Linked DNA regions of Sus scrofa: region 2 is linked to region 1. The links are chromatin contacts, called in public HiChIP or PLAC-seq maps. All regions are on one chromosome and are shown on one strand. The core of a region is the stretch at or near the end of the contact, and the rest is flanking DNA. Distances in the headings are between cores, read along the strand shown. Region 1 holds the start of GLYR1 (putative oxidoreductase GLYR1). Region 2 holds the start of NMRAL1 (nmrA-like family domain-containing protein 1).

Evidence for each region. HiChIP or PLAC-seq counts read pairs in DNA pulled down with a chosen protein or histone mark.
Region 2: a contact with region 1 is called in an H3K27ac HiChIP or PLAC-seq map of alveolar macrophages. The contact joins the promoter of NMRAL1 here to the promoter of GLYR1 in region 1. A contact is called at or near these places in 1 of 5 promoter capture datasets (fetal liver) and 1 of 2 datasets of contacts at active chromatin or transcription factors (alveolar macrophages).

Annotation. Positions count from the first base shown.
Region 1 is chr3:37,553,772-37,556,606 of Sscrofa11.1, reverse strand. GLYR1 (putative oxidoreductase GLYR1) reads right to left here and starts at 1,250. Exons shown (of 16, transcript XM_013995678.2): 1 at 1,126-1,250; 2 at 50-86. The coding sequence starts at 1,163. It overlaps UBN1 (ubinuclein-1), which reads left to right and starts at 1,352. Exons shown (of 17, transcript XM_021086662.1): 1 at 1,352-2,086.
Region 2 is chr3:37,870,556-37,873,499 of Sscrofa11.1, reverse strand. It overlaps NMRAL1 (nmrA-like family domain-containing protein 1), which reads right to left and starts at 1,632. Exons shown (of 6, transcript XM_003124636.6): 1 at 1,319-1,632; 2 at 1,058-1,138. The coding sequence starts at 1,097.

The sequences.
Region 1 (2,835 bases), core at 1-2,500:
TACTCTCCACCTCCTCAAACTCAACTTCAGATGTCCGCCAGTCACTCACCTTTCCCGGCCAAGGAGGATACCGGCCGAGTTTCCCCCTAGAGAAAACACAAAGAGTCAGCATTTGCCCTGGAAAGGCCAGTCCGTCTCCTTCAACCCACTCAACATGCAATTTATTTTCCTAAATCTCCCCTTCGACGCTCAAGTGCCAGAATAGAAAAAGCTGGGAACCAGAAGTTCTTATTGTGGCATCCACAGCTGGGCCCAAGAGGCCCAAACCCCTCAGAAATGCAATGCAAAACTGTAAACTTGTGTGCATTCTTCCGGTGACAAGGGATACAGAAAAACAAAACTACCAAGAGTCGTTTGTCCAGAACCTCCCCGGGACGTGACGAGGGTGGCGGGACGGTCTGCTGTGTAAACACAGACTTCCCCTTACAAAGTCTGGTTTCATCCCCCAACCCGGCTTTGACAAATGCTAATGGAAATCCTTCCTCTAGACTGAGAAATGAGCTACGCAGCTCAGCTGGAGGGAGGCGGCGACAGTAAGTCTTGGTTCGGGCGGTTGTCTGGGACACAGAAGCAGACCAGGGGAAGCACCCAAGGAGAAACTGGTCCCTGCCAAACCTCCAGTTGTAAAGGAGAAGTCCCCACTCCGTTTCTTCACAGGACAGTGCCAGCAGCCCGGTTTCGACACTCCCGGCTGAGCCGCCCGCACCGGTCGGTGCCATCGCAAGGCGGGTTTCGACGGGCAGGCTGGGACGCGATGGCTCCGCAGGCTCCCCGGCTCTCCCGCTTTCCCGGGAGCCCCAACCAGACCCCGAGGCGAGGACCGGGCGTCCGCGGGAGCCGCGCGGCGCTGGGCACTCCCCAAACGGTGGCCGCTGGAGTCCGGGTCCTGTGCGCAGCCCTCTCCACAGCTCAAAGCCGGGTCCGCCGCGGCCACCCTCGGCCTCAGTCCCCCCGGGCCAGGCTGCCCCTTCCGCCCGGCGTCGCTCCCAGCGCCCGCACCCCGCCTCGCCCACTCTCCGCCACCTGAAGCGAAGAGAAAGGCAGCCCCGGGGCGGGCTGCGAACCCCACGCACAGGGAGGCAACTCCCCAGCGCACATCACTCGGCCCGGGCCGCCTGGACTCACCACACCAAATCGCCGAGCCGCAGACTCACAGTCGCCATCTTACCACCCAACCACCGCCGGCGCACGGGCAGCCGGGAACATCAGGTCGTCCCGGTGCCGCCCATTGGAGTGAGCCCGGTCACGTGACGGGGGCTGACCGTAACCGGACACGCCGCTGCTCTGACGTCACCGCGCCCGCCCAGGCTCATAGGCCGGCCTAGCGGCACGTGACCCGGGCGCCGCGGTCTCCGCGCGCCGGAGCCCGGAGACTCCCGGCTTCTTCCCCCTCCCTCCGGCTCGTGACAACGTAGCGCAGCGGTCTGAGGCGGCGGCGACGGTGCGGCCGGCGGAGCGAGCGAGTCCCCGAGCTAGGGAGCAGGTCCTGCGGCCCGCTCCGCCCCAGGGCCCTGGCCTTCAGCCCCTCCCCCTCGGCGCTTCCGTTACGGCCGTTAGTCCTGCGCGGGCCCGGGGCCGCCCGCGTCTCCGAGCCGGCAGCTGCCCTGACGGACTTCGGCGCGGCCTGGAAGCCAGCCTCCGCCCGCGCCCGGGGCCTCGCGCCCGACGGGCTCTTCGCGGCCGCGCCCGGAGGGCGGACAGGTCCTTCGGAGGGTGGACAGGTCCTTTGGAGCGCTCTTTCTAACGGCCGGCGTCCAGGGAGAGGCTCCGATCCTGCGTCCGCGTCGCACGTTCTCCTGGGGCGCAGTGCTGCCCGTCCCGAAGTCCCAAGTTGCCCGGCCGACGTGGAGCCGGCGTCTCTCTGCTTCCTCCTGGGCCGGCGCGTCGGCACGGCCGGCGAGGCCCCCCGGGCGCGCGGGGACCGGGCCATGGGCCGTGGCGCGGGCCGGCCGACCGCCGGGAGGCATGGCTCGGTGGCCGGCCGCTAGCAGCGCGGCAGCCCGGGCTCCCGGGCCGGCATGAGGACGGCCACGGGGGAACGAGTGCGGCCCGCGGGGCCGTAGCCTGCGTCGCGCCGGGGACAAAGGTACGTGTCTTTGTGGGAACTGGGCTCTCACGTAAGCTTTGTTGTGGTTTGACACTTTTAGGGAAGTTGGAAACAGGCTGTTTTGACAACAGGAAGGCAGACGCTAAGCGTAGTTTCAGTATGTTCAAACTAAACCATTGAATGGGGAATCTTGAATAACAAGCAGTTTAGCACAGCGTCTGCCTAAATATCACCATCGCAGATAGAATGTAAAACATTTTAAAAAGGTTCCAATCTCAGTTTGAGAACCCAGGGAGTCTAAGTCAAGTGTTAACTTACCCGGGACTTTTCTTGAGTCACCGCCTGCATGAAAGAGTGGCAGGTCCACGGGCATCTCTCATAGGTGTCGTGTTATACAGAGACTGGGTGTAAACGGGAAGTTTTTAGCGAACTGACTTGTCCGAAGCCTGGTTTCTCTTTGGAATTCAGTTTCGCTGAAGTACCATCAGCTAGTTTCAGGAAGTGTCATTTACTGGTAACTATTTTGTGTTGTTTTAAATACAAATCTATGATTTAAAGCGTATTTAAGTTTCCAAGAGGGAACACTAAAATTCAACACACCTTCCTAACTTAATTTTTGAGGAATCGAAGGGTACGTTAATGACTTCATAAAATACACAGATCTTAAATCAACATCACATTGGACCTAGAGACATTCCCATTACAGTCAGGAACATGGCAAAGAATATATTGTCTAACATTCTGGCAGTTCTAGCCAATGCAACAAGACATGAAACAAAAATAAAACG
Region 2 (2,944 bases), core at 383-2,882, 320 kb before region 1:
GGTGTGGGGTTTCTTTTCTGGGTTGCTGAATGTTACACAACTGTGGCGATGGCTACAGAGCTCTGTGAATATACTAGAAACCAGTGACCTGCACAGTTTAAATGGGTGGATTGTATGGTATGTGATTTATATCTGAGTAAAGCTGTTATAGTTTATTTATTTATGATCTTTTTAGGGCTGCACCTGTGGCATGTGGCAGTTCCTGGGTTAGGGGTCTAATCCAAGCTGCAGCTGCCAGCTTACACCACAGCCACAGCAACTCCAGATCTAAACTACATCTGCGACCTACACCAGGGCTCACGGGAAACACTGGATCCTTAACCCATTGATCGGGGCCAGGGATGGAACTCAAGTCCTCATAGATACTAGTCTGGTTCGTTACCACTGAGCCACCATTGAACTCCAGAGTATCTTTATATATATCTAAATATCAGGCACGACTCAAGAAACCTGGTAATGGAGTTCCTGTCGTGGCGCAGTGGTTAACAAATCCAACTAGGAACAATGAGGTTGTGGGTTTGATCCCTGGTCTTGCTCAGTTGATTATGGATCCGGTGTTGCTGTGATCTGTGGTGTAGGTTGCAGACGCGGCTCCGATCCGCATGGCTGTGGCTCTGGCATAGGCCGGTGGCTACAGCTTGGATTCGACCCCTAGCCTGGGAACCTCCACGTGCCTCGGGAGCGGCCCTAGAAAAGGCAAAAAGACAAAAACAAAAAAAAAAGAGAGAGAAAGAAACCTGGTAAAGGCAATGGGTGGGGTTTCTAGGGCAAAGGTAGGAGGGAGATTTAATTCTGATGTTACGTGCAATCACTAGTAGTTCAAAGTTAAGAAATTAATTTTTGAAAAACTACAAGAGGAATCAGCGTTCAGGTCCTGCTCCATGGCCCCACCCTGGGTCAGGGGTCCGAGCCATCTCACATCTCCCTCCAGGACCCGGGGTACATCTCCTGGCGCTGAGAGTGGGCCCTGGCTCTGTGGGGCTGGGCCGGCCGGACCCCTGGGCTGGCTTGGCGAGGGGTCCTGCGTCTCGCGGCCTCCTTTTGGGGTGTCCCTTACCAGTGGCTCCAAACACGACCACCAGTTTCCTTTCCGCCATGCGACCGGGAACGGGAAACGCGGTCGGGAGAGGTCTGAGCGCTGTGAGAGGCGCAGAGTCGGCGACGAGGCCGGGCATCCCCGCCCGGAACGACCCCGCGCGCGCCGCGTAGGACCGAGGGGGCGGTCCGGCCGGGAGAGGTCGGTACCCCGCCACCCCCACCCCCTCGGACCGGACATGGCCTCCCAGCCCGACCCCCGGTTCCCCCAGGTCGCGTGTACCTCCTTGCCACCGCCTAGGTGGGAAATCGTCGGGGAAAGGGAGGGGGGCCTCCGCTTTTGCAGCCGAGTCCACCCCCGCCCGAAGCTCCAGTCGCACCCTGGCAAAGCCACCTTTTTTCGGCCACCTTGTGTGACAGAACCGCAGTGTGGGCTGCTTCCGAGCCCCCGCCGTCCTGGTCGTGACTCTGAACGGAGCTGACCCACCACCCCCTCCGCGGGCACAGATGGTTCGTCCCGGGCCCAGTGTACTCAGATCAGGTCAGCATCCGTCAGCGCCAGGCCTTCGTAACACCGAATTTGCGTAAATCGGATCTGACCTAAACAGACACGCAGAGGGCTGCTTAGCTGGATGCTGGGGATGAAGACTGCGCAAAGCATAAACAAACAAAATAATTAAATTTTTTCAATCTTTTTTTTCTTTTTTGGCCAGCCAATGGCGTATGGAGTTCGCTGGCCGGTGATCTGATCCAAGCTGCAGTTTCGACCTACCTGTGGCTGGATCTTTTAATCCACTGTGCCGGTCGGGTGATTGAACCTGGGTGCTGGCACTGCAGAGACTGCTACAATGCCGATTCACCACAGCAGGAACTTCAAAAATTTTAAATCTTGCATGAAGCTCTGCACTATAGGGTGTCACTCAAAGATAAGTAAATCTATACCCAGGAGTTAACACCCGAGGCTCTTGAGTTGCTGTATGGCTGACATTTGAGGTTGCCACGACTTGCCTGGGTTTGAATTCTTTTAGGAGAAAAGAGATTTCTTTGTATTCTTCTAAAAGTCAGAAATGATTCTCTTCTCTCCTCTTCTAAAAATGTACTGCTGACTAGATAAGAGCATTCATTTTTTTTTTTCCCTTCTTCATTTGTTCCAAAGTGTGTACAGACCCCTCTGGGAATGTTAGCTTCATAACAGTAGGCACTGATGAATTTCCAGTGCCTAAAATAGTACCTGGCACAAAGTAGGTGCTTAATAAATATTTGCTGATTGATTGCCTAAACATCTACTAGACACTGCAGTTACTGGGAAATCAAACTAAAACTGATGGTTTTCCTGAATCTGGTAGTAGCGATAACCCACAAGAGATAACCCACAAGGCCATGTGTTTTTGGTTTTGGGTTTTGTTTTTTTTTTCCTTTTTAGAGGCATATGGAAGTTCCCAGGCTAGAGGTCGAATCCGAGCTGTAGCTGCTGGCCTACACCACAGCAACTCAGGATCTGAGCTGAGTCTGTGACCAACACCACAGCTCACAGCAATGTGGGGGTCCCTAATCCACTAAGCAAGGCCAGGGATCCAACTCGCATCCTCATGGATATGAGTTGGGTTCGTAGCCTACTGAGCCACAACAGGAACTCCGGTCATGTGTATTTTATGTATGTAAAATATTGGTGTCTAGGTATTATAAGATACATGTATTTATTTATTTATCTATTTTTTGGCCTCACCTGTGGCATGTGGAAGTTACCAGGCCAGGGATCAAACCCATGCCACAGCAGCGACAAATGCTGGCTCTTTTTTTTCTTTTTTTTTGTCTTTTCTAGGGCCTCACCCACAGCATATGGAGGTTCCCAGGCTAGGGGCCGAATCAGAGCTGCAGCCGCTGGCCTACGCCACAGCCACAGCCACAG